2 separate regions of the Anser cygnoides genome follow, and region 1 is linked to region 2. The links are chromatin contacts, called in public Hi-C maps. All regions are on one chromosome and are shown on one strand. Each heading gives the region's core, a stretch centred on a gene start, on an enhancer-like site or on the middle of the called end of the contact. The rest is flanking DNA. Distances are from core to core; before and after follow the strand shown. Region 1 holds the start of ACSS1 (acyl-CoA synthetase short chain family member 1). Region 2 holds the start of TTL (tubulin tyrosine ligase).

Evidence for each region. Hi-C and Micro-C count contacts between places; a contact is called where the count stands out from the background.
Region 1: a Hi-C map of liver shows a contact between it and region 2, with 1.8 times the contacts expected there. The contact joins the promoter of ACSS1 here to the promoter of TTL in region 2. A contact is called at or near these places in 2 of 7 Hi-C or Micro-C datasets (granulosa cells and liver).

What each region holds. Positions count from the first base shown.
Region 1 is chr3:14,625,644-14,632,069 of Taihu_goose_T2T_genome, reverse strand. It overlaps ACSS1 (acyl-CoA synthetase short chain family member 1), which reads right to left and starts at 4,108. Exons shown (of 14, transcript XM_048079023.2): 1 at 3,791-4,108; 2 at 495-591. The coding sequence starts at 4,061.
Region 2 is chr3:14,477,340-14,483,544 of Taihu_goose_T2T_genome, reverse strand. TTL (tubulin tyrosine ligase) reads left to right here and starts at 2,578. Exons shown (of 7, transcript XM_048079025.2): 1 at 2,578-3,023. The coding sequence starts at 2,867.

The DNA.
Region 1 (6,426 bases), core at 2,859-5,358, 150 kb before region 2:
CTGAAACTGAAAGCTGCTCACCGAACTTTTGCCACAGACACTTCAGAAAGAAAACTGGCAGCTGAGACATAAGCCAGGGAGGAAAAAAAAAGTCTTTCTGTTCTAAAACCTCCCACTTAGAGACAGGGAAACCACAAGCAAGCCTGATTAACACCAAAACCAGATGATGGCAGATCTGAATTTGAAATTCTCAGTAACTACCACTAATTTGCATCCACTGTGCTTCTGACTGTGTAGAATGTTTATTTTATAGACTTATAAGATCAGGAAGCCCTCATGAAGAAGACAAGGGAAGAATATCATGTCTATGTTGGAACAAGACTCCGTTTTTCAGAAGCTACCTCATCACGATGCCAAAAGCTGTGGCTGCATATCCCGTGTGCTGGAGTACCTTGGAAGAATGGAGAGTTTCACAAAGGTCTGAGTGCAGAGAAGCAACTCTTCTCCTAGTCCCACCACACCACCAGGCATTGTAAGAAGAGAAGGTGCCATACCTGTACGTGACATGCACTGCAGTTCCAGGCTCGTCTCTCTCCCAAATCAAAGCCACTCTGTCCGGAGACTTTTCGACATGTTGATCCAAGCAATTTACTGTAAGAAAACAGAAGTTTAATCAAAGCCTAATAACACACAAAGAGGACTGTAAACTTAGCTCGGTCAAGCATAACAGTAGGTAAACATAAGATGAAACTTCATCAGCCACCTAGCTAGCCACCCACTCATTTCAAACATCGGGAAGTTGTCCTTTACACTGACAGCATTTGTAGTAATAGTAAAGTTGTCTTTGCCATATTTGTCGTGTACAAATAAAACAAATACCATACTTAATTGGTACAGCTGCCTTAGAGATGACATCTCCACAAGAGGCCTTGCCTGATTCAGTTCAGCTTAGTTCCACTGGCACTCAGAGGAGCTGTGCTTAAGCCAGCCAAAAATCTCTCCCCTGCTCCTGCCAGCGCAAAGACAAGAAGGACACTCTTCTGATGCTTTTCCTCACCAGAGCAGCATTTTACCACATAAATCTGACAGACTTGTCTTCCCCAGCTTGCATTTTTAGCACTGCATCATTTGGATTTTCTAATTACAGCTCACGCAAAGCATTTTTATTCCAAGGTATAATTGGAAGGGCTGAATCTCCACTAACTGAAAATAATCTAAAACTTTAGGATCTAGTGTAAACACACAGAGTACAGACAGCTATACATTACTAGACAGCTGGGAAAGATGAACACGTCTCAAGCTGTGTGCTACAACTCCTAAAATACAAAGGGCAAACAGCTTCTGATGGTGCATCTCCCCATGTAACAACCAGGGGTAAAACGGACCCGAACAACTATGTGAGGTGAAGTTTGAGTGAAGGGTCAGAGAGTACCCACCTTAAAAAACTTCTAAAGAATCCACTCAAGAAACCTGCCCGCACGTTCGGCAGCTACTTGTCTGATGATTAAAGATTAGCCTCGTAAAATTTTAATTCAAGCCTAAACTACAATTACGTACTTCATTATACGCTTGTAAAGGCAGTTATGATATTTCAATAGATGATTATTAAAAACCAGTCAGGCACACTGCCGTATAACTCAGAGATAACCCTGAAAAAAAAAATGCTGAGTTTCAGATCATATTTCCTAAAGATATTAATACTGGTGAGGAAGGATTTTATTTTTCCAGATAAATTAGGTGCAATGAAAGCTGCCTATTGTTCTGTCAAAACTTGTGAAGGTTAAGTGAACTGCAGCCCTGGAGCCTGCTTCTGCTGTTCTACGATCAAAGCTGATTTACAGCACTACAAATAAGGTGGAAATGAGCCTCTGAAGATGAGCAGAAGATAAAATAACCTCAGAATTCAGCATGTTTCACTACAAGAACAACTCTCTATCTCAAAAATATGAAAAAAAACCCTTCACTTGTTTTTTGTAATACTGAAAAAAAAAAAAAAGATAAAATTTCTTCATTTCTTAATACAATACGGGAGGACAAAAGCTCTGAGGAGGAATGCTTTAAGGAGTTATACACTGGTTTCCTCTGTCGTCCATCCATACGTAATCAGATCTGCTGTGGTTTGTTCTGGGACCCTTACCAACTCCTACCTCCGTGCTCATTGCAGCAATACCCTTATTACCCGTATTGCGCCACATTACGGTAAAACACATTCACAGAAATTCATTTCCCAAGCAGCATTTCATACTTATGACCAGCACTGCTGTCTTTCAGCGGGTATTTCTGTTACAGCGAGCCTCAAGTGAGCCCAGTGAGAGTTTCTGCTCTTTGCTCGGTAAGAGCTGGCCGATGAATCGGGGCCAAACGCGATTATTTCCTTCCTGACATTACAAGTGCCTTTCACTCATTTTGCAAAATAGAACTTAGTGACCTGCCCCCTACCGCTACACCCTAATGGCTTCTCCGTATGTTTTCTTGCCTCCTCGACACCGCTTGGAAAAGCACACAGAAACAATTCAATACGACACGCTCCTGAGAACGCGGTGCCTTGCAGGTACAGTAGCTTGTTGGGGTCTTTTCCTGGAAAGGAGTTACAATGCGATAAACCCCCAAGTGCTGAATCTCACGCCTCTGCAGGTCCGACCGCGAGGTCTCCCCCGGGCAAAAAGCAGCAGGTCACACAGGCGCCTGCAGCCCGGCTGCGTTTGGAGACGGGAACACAGGATGTTCTGAATCAGGGACCCGAGCTGTTGTGTGTTTTCTTATCCGCTGTTCCAATCAAGAGATCAAGGGACAAAACTAGAGCCTCTTAGCAGAAAACCAGCCGCTCAGTGGCTGAGTACCATGCTATTCATCTCCATTGTGCTTTAAAAGAAGAAAAACAGCCACAGCAAAACCATTTAATTCTGTGCAGCTGTGTTTCAGTGGTCTGTGACTTGTTTTTTTTTCAAGCTATGCAGAGAAAACATAAGTGGCATTCAGTGCCTGCAGAAGAACCAGATGCAAGACACGATCTAAAATCGGACCCAGAAACACCTGGATTTTATCTGACCCACATGGGATTAAGAAGGTGCTGGTTCCACCCTACAGATGAAATAAGGGATCCCAAACAACCTCTGTGCTCAGCCAGGATCTTCCTTTCAACGGGAAAGGCTGAAAACACAAGTCTGGCTAAAATCTCCCTTCTGACCGACTGCTGTTTGCTGGAAGCAGGGCTGCACAAACAGCTCTGTTCCCTTGGGAATCACCCAGCTGGGAATCCTCCCATGGGGAGGGCTGTGTTCTTTAGAAGATCTGAGGAGGGTTTGCTCCTTTGGGCTAAAGCAAGGCGGCTTTATACAGAAATATACATCCCTATTAAAAGACCTCGCCACCGAGTTATACCCTAGGTAGGGCTGGGGCTTGTCTCACTGGACGAAGCCGTCCCACAGCACCGAAGAGACTACAAGGCTGATACGGCCCGAAATAAACTAAAGTGGTAGTTTGGACAGCTACAGCAAGGAACAGGGACCGGGTTCCGGTTCCCTTCACGTTCAGCCTCCAGCTGAAACTGCCGAAAAGCAACAGGTCTTGCCGAAGTTCAACTGCTTCTGCTGAACGGCTGCAGCTCCTCGTGCCGCACCGCCCTGCCCACCGGCACCGCACCCAGCACCCTGCCCCCGAGCAGCTGCGGGCGCAGCATCACCACACGAGCGGGTCCCGCTCCACCGCGGGGCTGCGGCTGTGACCGAGGAGCCCCCGGCCGCGCTCTCGGCGAGGCTGCCGGGGAGGAAGGCGAGCAGGGCAGCCCGGCACCACCACCACCACCGCCGCCAGGGCGGCCCCCGCGGCCCCGGGGCAGGGGCAGCCTTACCGGAGACGTTGAGGCGGCCGCCGAGGAACCAGCGGGCGCCGGCTCCGTCCGGGCCGGCCTCGCAGGCGGTGTGGAAGGGGCTGTCCCAGCGCAGCGAGCCCCGAGCCGCCTCGGCCCAAAAAGCGCCGGGGTCGCGGGCGGCCCGCTCCTGCCATGCCCCGTAGCCGCCGGGGGGGAGCTGAGCGGGGCCGCCTCCGCAGCGGCGGTAGGCAGGGAGCCGGCCCCCGGGCAGCGGGCGGCTGAGGGAGCGCAGCACCCGCGCCAGCGCCATGGGGCACGGCCCTGCTCCGCCGTCGGGGCCCCGCGGCTGCCGGACCCGGCACCGCCCCCGGCCCCGGGAACACCCCCCTGGCTTCGGGAGACACCGCCCGCACGGGGAGGGACGGGAACCGGGAGCGGCCCGCACCCGGGGGAGCCCCTGCACCCGCCGGGACCATGGGGTGGCTGAGGGGGGCAGCCCGGTGCTCCAGGTGTGGCCTCGCTAGTGCTGAGCACGGGGGGAGGATCAGCTCCTCGTGAGGCAGCGCTGGGTATCCTTAGCCTCCTTTGTCACAAGGGCACGCCGCTAGCTCATGGTCAGCTTGGTGGCAACCACAACACACAGTGTCTTCTCTGCCCGCTGTTTTCCAGTCAGTCAGTCCCCATGGTGCATGGGCCTGTTCCTCCCCAGGTGCAGGGCCTTGCCCTAGGAACCCTCCTGAAGCCAGACAGACACCCCGGCAGCCTCACAGCCTCGGGAACACACATTGCACTCACACAAGTACACCCCACCACCCACACAGCCCTGGGAAAACACCCTGAGAGATGCCCACCCCAATGTGACCCTGTGTCCACACAGCCCTGGGAACCCTCTGCACAGACACGCACGCAGAAGTGTGTCTTACTACTGCCCCCTCATTGCTTTCGCAGCTTGAAGTGGGGTAGGTCTCCAAGAGGGTGCACATCCCCTTTTTCTTGGCAGCCCTGCGAGCATCGTTATTACCACAACGTGGAGCTCCCAGCTTTGGTATCACAGTGCTTCTCCACTTCCCCTTAGTCGCAACACCAGGGTGGCTGAGAGACATGATCCAACCCTGACCCGCGAAAAACGAGCACTGAGATTTTACAGCAGATAACACTGACCTTCTTCTTCGTGCATAACACTGCCCTCTTTGCTGTGCAGTAATTCTTTTAGGCAGTCTGGTCCTGCCTCCCAGCACATAGTTGCAAAGATCACAGCAAGGTCTGGGATTCCTTAAGAAGTGCCAAACTATCGAGTATTTCCTAAGTGCCACCTCAGTGAATTCCCAGAATTTGGGCAGACAAAGCACATTTCATATTCAAGAATAGTGGCTTTAACCTATTCTTTGTGCTAAGCTCAAGCTTGTTCTGGCAGTGGTAGCGACAAGGTAGTGTTTTCTCTAGATTTCCTAGGAATATCACCAGACATTTTATCTAGGTAAATGGTATAGACCTTATCAGGACTCGGATTTCTGGCACTTCTGACATTTCCATCTGTGTTTTATAGGTAACATATAAGATTAAATATCCCCTTAACTTCCTTGTAAAGTTGGCATCGTCACACTGCTAATACAATTACATATTCCTTCCTTGTCTTCTGAATGCCAATATTTCTTTTTGGATAAGCGCTAAGTTATAACCAATAGCGTGTGTGCCACCTTGTGCCAGATGGGAGTATGGGGAGTTGTTCCGCTTTCGGTTGGTTTGCTTAAGGATAGCTCAGAAGTTTTACATCAAAATTACTTAGCGGCAATAAATAAATAAATCAGTATTTCAGATGAAAGCTTTTCACACACACACACACACACACACACACACAAATAGCAGATAGAAGTGGAGGGAAGTGTTGTCCAAAAAAACAGAGCATGAAATTAAATTCTTTGGCCTGAAAACCTAGCTGTTTATTTTGCCTAGGCTGCTGCAGACCTTGAAATCTTCTGGGAATGCTGCCATTCTCTGATTTTCTTTCATATAAGACTGATTTTCCTTTTCCAACATGAAATTTCTTTTTTTTTTTTTTTTTTCTTTACATCACCAGGCAACTCTCCATCCTCGGGTTTTGGCTGTCTTTTTCCTCAAAGAAAGCTGTAACCACCATCAGCACAACTCAGGCACAATCCAGCCTGCAGAGCACCTGATCTCCCAGCTCAGCTGAGCTGCTTGGCAGGACAAGGACAACCCTGAATTCTTGCTTCTAAAAGAGCTGGGCAGAAGGAAGATGAGGTTTTGTAATTCCTCCCTGTCCCTGACTTTCTGGTGATGAAGGCTGACAGCAGACTGCTTGCTTTTGAAAGCAAATGAGGGTTACAGCAATTCTCATTAAGTACAGTGCTTGAGTATGCCAGGAAGGGCTGGAGCTAGGTAAGAGCAAGTATGGAATTGCTTTTTTTCTGTTCAGAAGCCCCTCTTGGCATTATGGAGTCCAAACAGTGATGCTGGTGTTAGCAGCTCTGGGGAAGCCCTCTTACTGTTATCCGTGAACGCCACCTCTTTAAGGCAGCTCCCAAAGCTTGCAGCCACCACTGCAGAGAGATTCATTCCCTGGTGCAGCCAAGATTCCTGAGACAGCCTCCTGCTCCAGCCAGGCAACCTCACTGAACATGAGATTTTAGCAGCCCTTGGCATGTATCAAGGGT
Region 2 (6,205 bases), core at 1,329-3,828:
AAGGCACCAACTATAAATCTGGAACCCTGACAAAGAGCAGCTTTCTAAATTGGGAAGAGAGAATGACCTCAGCATCTGAGTCCCAGACACACCATGATTCCCGGGGCTTTGATGAATTTTAAGCTAAACCATGCACAGGTCTATTAGGATAACACAAACCAACAACGCATCCGAAAACAGATGAGGAGCCCCATCAAATTCTAGGTCGAAGAGCGCCTCCTAGTAGAAATGAGCTGCATGGCGAAATTTTGCCCGCATTTTTGCTTTAAGCAAACAAAAGGAAAGCAGATTCCTCATCCTGAGACTGAGACATATAATTTTGTGTATTATTTCTGTCTCAAAGATTGGGTCAAATAGCCATTCAAAATCCCTGAAAAAAAAAAAAAAAGACCAATTCCCTGTGTGCTACCTTGTGTTCACTGGAGGCAGATCATCGCTCTTATATCAGCAAGTTGCAACACGCTGAGATTAATAACAGACCATAGTATTATTTCAGAAGCGCCCTATGCAGAACACTTGTTTGGGATCCTTTTCAGAGTATTGCCCTAGCTACAGCAAATACCTGAAGGAGACACCCCAGGGTGCTTTTGCAATGAAGGAGCATGCAACCTTTGATAAAAGAATGTGTTTATTAGTGGTAATTTATTATTTTGGACAAGCTTGACATCTCTCACTAGGTCACATTTTGCAGTTGTAGGTTTTCATATCTTTTCTATATACCTGTGAGTATAGTAAGTTATATCTGTAGTGCTGTCATCAGTTTTGGAACTGCATATATCCATCATGCATTTTATCCATCCTGGTAGCTGCCATCGAAGCTGGAAAGGAAGTTTCTCCTGTGTTACCAGATCAGCGTTAGCAAAATAATGTTGCAGCACTTTCTTCTGAGCCATCCAGGACCACGTGAAAAGAAAAGCTGCAAAACTCACTTTATCACAACCTGGAAAGTGTCAGTTCAGAAAAACTTTCAATAAAGAAGGTTAATTTTTTCTCCAGAGTGGGAGAAGGATGGGATTTAACGTCCTGATGTATTCCCCACCTCTACAGCCTTGTCAAAAGGAAGACAAGTGGGGTCCCAAATGACTGGGGTTGATGGTTCCCATTCTCACTCTGCCCATGCAGGAGCATACCCACAGGCCATTCCTCACATACAAGAGGTGTACATACACACACACACACACAAAATTAAAATGTTTACTTCTAAATGGCACAGCTGAGATAATATTGCTTTAAAACCCTTTTATTTTTTCTTGGGGGGGGAGGGGAGGTAAATTAAGTTCTGATCCCATTTTATATTCAGGAAAAACCTTTTAGCTTCAAAAAGACTAGATTCAGTATCCCAAGATTCATGTCAGTAACAATTAGCATCACATTTAAACAACCTGCACGTCAGCATCCAGTCAAAGATGATAAAAAATAATCGGACAGTTCTTCTTCATTCGAATCTTGTTATCATCCATTTGGCCTACATTTGGGTGTTTTCTATTTTCCTTAGATTATTAATAAAATTGGTCTTTTACCATAACAACTTGGAAACACTAATTGTTGTCACCGTCCATAAGGTGGAAAACATTTCATTAAGAATTTTTTGATCAATTTAGCAGAAGAAAATGAGGTAGGTAAGGAGCCATTTTTAAAATGAGATTTCCCTGTCCTTGAGCCACGTATCATCTCATGTTGTCAAAAAAAGAAAAAGCATGCTGGTCATCACCAATCTACCACACATTTCAGTTCTCTTCAGGAAAATGCTCTTGATTTGTTGGAAATGCGTCGTGTTTTATAGCAACCAACACAAGCATGCAGTGCTGACGGCATTTCTCATACAGGGTCTGCAAGGAAACCAGGGCATTAACCAAATCAAGAACTCTGTTGCCATTACTGACAGGTTTGTTAAGAGATCTAAACTCTCCAGGTTGTGAATTTGTGAAACGAGATGGGTGCGGTTGGCTGCAGCCTCGTTTAAGAGGAAGACAGGAGCAATGGTTACAAGGAAAAAGGCATTTTCAATGAACAGAAAAACCTAACTCGGTAACAATGCTTGAGAAGATAAGCACAGGAAAACCGAAAGATGTCAAGAAGAAAAACAGGATTTGATGAGTGTGGTGGACCAAGGACAAGTGTCGGTGTACCAGCTCCCAGGCCTCGCTGTCTCTCAGCTTGGGGCCAGCATCACCCCCAGGGGCAGCCTGGCCCTTTCCTCGCCTGCCACCCTCATCTGCCATCTGTTTTTCACTCCATTTCACCAAGACCATCCTCGAACTACCCGCAGCATCCCGATGCGGGCCAAGGAGCGCTGAGCAGAGGGGACGACCCCTTCCCTCTCCCCCATAGCTGTACCCCACAGGGGCCCTTGCAACGTCGGGGCTCAGGGCAGAGCCACACGGGCAGACCTTTACGATCCCCCCATCCTTCTCCCATCCCCTTCTCCCACCCCCTGCTGGCACACAGGGCCGGGGCTCACCACCACCCCCCACGGCGCCATCTTCTACAATCGGGAAAACCCGCTCTGCTTCCGGGTCGCCGTGGGGAAGGCGGTGCAGGGGCAGGGCCAGCACCCCCCCCGTGTGCCCCCCTGTCCCTCCCTGTCCCCCCCCCGAGCCGGGGGTAGACCCGAGCCGGGGCCTCCCCGCCCCGCAGCCGCGGGGCCCGGCGCGGTCCCTCCCCGCGATGAGCTCAGCCCGGCGGCGCGCAGGGGCGGGCGGCCCCGGCCATGCGGAGCCAGGACGGGAGGAGGCGGCGGTGCCGGTGCCGGTGGCCGAGCAGGGCCCTGCCTAGGCTGCGGCGGGGCCCCATGGGCCTGGGGAGGCCGGCGGGCCCCCGGGGTAGGGTAGGGTAAGGGTCCGGGGGTGCTCCCCGCCCCGCCGCCATGTACACCTTCGTGGTGCGGGACGAGAACAGCAGCGTCTACGCCGAGGTCTCCCGGCTCCTCTTGGCCAGCGGGCAGTGGAGGCGGCTCAGGAAGGACAACCCCCGCTTCAACCTGATGCTGGGCGAGAGGAACCGGCTCCCCTTCGGCAGGCTGGGTAAGGGCTGGCTCGGCGCCGCCGTGCATGAGCAGGGCGCGGTGCTGTCGGGGTGTCCCCCCCCCCCCGGCAGGGTGCGGCCACCGGGGTTCGGCAGCCCCCTGGCACCTCTGCGGGCAGGGTGTGCCCCATAGGGTCCCCCATAGCCTGGGAGGCATCGCCCGGCTGTCCCCTGGTGTCTCCTGGCCCCCTTGGCAGTGGCAGCAGCCCCTCGGTGAGAGCTGGCCCCCAGCCGTCTGTCTGCCGCCGGGCTCCTTGCCGCAGGGACCCCGTGGCCGCCCCAGCCCGCATCGCCAAGAACAAAGGGGCAGCACCGGGGGTCTCCCTGCGGCCGCTTCCATCCCTGGAACGGGCTCTGTCCCAAAACCTGAAAACAGGCAGTCCCTGCTGGGGGCTGCTGCCCCTCGCCAGGCCTCGAAGGATCGCCCTCCCCAAACTCCTGGAGGACAGCGTCTGCGATGCCCCCCAAAATACCCAGCCCAGCCTGGGGGCTGCGGGGCGGAGGAGTGGGATGCTGGCAGCCGGGACTCGCACCCCGCAGTGGGACACTCCCTTTGTTTGGCTCCCCGCCTGTAGAGGACAGTGGTCTCAGGGTCCCTGCCATCCCCAGGGCTGTCTGGGGGGGTCACGTCACCCCTACTTCTGAGCCTGCGTGCAGAAAAAACACTTGAGGCTTTTTTTTTTTTGCTGTTCCTTGGGGGTTCTGTCTCTTGGTGCAGGATCATGGGGGACACAGCGGTGCCAGTGACATCCCTGTGCCTAGCACAGGGCAGGGAGGTTGCAGCGCTGAGCTCACGCGTTAGGGGAGTGTTTCTGGGGTTTGAGCTCCTGCGGAAACGTGTCACAGCCAGGTGCACTGAAACCATCATCCGAGGATGTGCCTCTGCAGGGTCTTGGCGAGGGTGACAGCACGACTGGTCCCTGCTTGGGGCAGGGGGAGAGTTATTGTGGAGGCCGTGTGCATGTAAGGCCAGGGCACCCCCTCTTCTTCTCCACTGCTGCTTGTCCCCTTCTGCCAGCATGCATGGCCGTGGGTGAGCAAGCTCTGGGAGCTTCCCTACGCGGGTTTGTCCCCTGCCAGCCCTGCTGCCTGTCCCCGGCCCTACCAGACAGGGAAGAGCCCAGCAGCAGGGAAGGAGAGGCTGCCCACGAGCAGGGAGAGCCACGCCAGGCGCTGGCAGCGTTGTGGGGTGCGGCGGGGAGCAGAGATGCACCGTCATTGCCTGTGGCTGGTGGCGAGCTGCGAGGCTGGTGGGTGTCTGTGCAGAGTGCCAGCTGCTGGGCTGGCCCCGTGCTGGTTCCTCTCCCCAGCGTGTCGGAGCAGGTTTGTGGTGAGGACGCCGCTAACCCCAACACCGCAGGGTGTCTCCCTTCTGCAGTCCCAGCAGCCTGGGGGCAGGACTGCTTTTGCAGCCCCTTTCATGCAGTTCAAGCCCAGCACCACTTGGTCACCCCTGCTCTGTCAGATCGGTAAGTCAGCAGCTCCAGCACCACTCCCCCTGTCTCCACAGGCGCTTGTGACTGGAAAGTCCCCGCCACATGGCAGTGCCATCTGGTCACCTCCCAGCGTCAGGGTGTTTGCAGGAGGCAGGGGAACCCTGGGAGAGGCTTGAGCAGTGAGGATGCTCACACGTGCTGCAGCCAGCCACCACAAGCAAAGCTGGGCCCTAGTGTGGAGGTTTGCATGCAGGGCCTGGGAGCAGCAGGCTTCGTCACAGAACCGGTGCGGGCCTTTCATGTGACCAGAACAGCATGCCCAGCTCAGGTCAACCTCTTACTAACCTCTTCCACCCTAGAGAAGAGCCCTGGGATGATGGAAGGGCTTCAGCAGGTCCCTCGGTATGTCTTATGACAGGATACCTAAAAATGTTTTTCTTAGAGAGGGGCCAACCTTTGGCACTGACTTCTTTAACCCATCCTCTTATAGCAGGAGCTGGTTGCCTGAAATCGGTAGATTAAGACAAAAAAAAAAAACATGGTTATTTCGGTACATCTTCCAAAAATCTGTACCTTCTCTGGAATCTCTTCCTAAAGCTGTCCCTCTGAGCAGCTGTTGCACGCAGGCTGGCTGGGTTGGGTTCTCCTAAAGGCTCTGCTTGAAACAGACACTGCTTCAAGGAGTTGTAAGGCCCTGTCTTCCAAAGGGCTAAGCTTAGATCGTGTGTCACGGGGGAGTGGTGGGAGTGCCACTGCTGCTGGCTGGCCACAAGCACTTCTGCTGCACTCGCTGGTTTCCTACTCCTTGGGCTGATGGTGCCCTTACGCGGTGAGTGTCCGCATCTAAGCCTGTATCTTGCATAAAAACAGCTTGTGCTAAGGGGAGACAAAGGAGGAGCAGGCTGCAGAGGCCTGACAGAGCAGAAGATGCTGGGCTCTGCTGGCCGCTGGAGGATCGCCGGTTCACTCAGTGCCTTGACAGCTTTTTAGCCCTGTTAAACTCACTGAGCAGACCTCGGTGTGCACAAGAACCTGTTCCCTTTCCCTCCTTGCTGGCCACCACACTGCACGTCACAGGCCACTGCTCCAGAGATGCTCAGCAAACCAACAGGGGCACTACCTCAGGTGCCCTGGGAAGCAAGCAAAATCAGTAAGCTGGAAACAGGAAGAAATTTGAGAGTTTTTACTAATTGCTTTCTGTAAATTAGTGCGTGGCAGTGCTGACTGTACCTGGCTTTACAGATCTTTCAGCTGTTTTTCGTACTTAAAGATCTGTGATTAAAATAATGAGCCAGGTCGGGGCCATGGTTTTGGGGTTGAAATAGATATTCACTGTCTGTGATCTCGCAGCTGCCTGGTCTTTAGGTTAATGTTTGCTCTGGGCCGTTTTTTCCAGGCAATTACCGCAGAGGGTAACTAAAACTCTGAATGCTGTTTCAGGGTCTAAATAACTCCCACAAGCATTTGTTTGAAAAGAGAAGGCAAAGATGCAAGTAACTTGTCATGCTTGGGGGTCCCTCTGGTCCTAGGTCTCGCTTCAGACCAGAGTGGTTTTCTGTCATATTTTCCCTATGGATGTCAGTTGTCACCAGGGCGCCAGGTATTGCCTCTGGCATCGTTCACCTGTTGCACATCCGTGTTCTGGGGAAGGCTGTGCGCTGCTGCCCAGATCTGCATTACCCCTTGGGCCGTCAGTCTCTCGGAGTGACCATGGGAGGGACATTTGCAGTGGGATCTTCAACCTC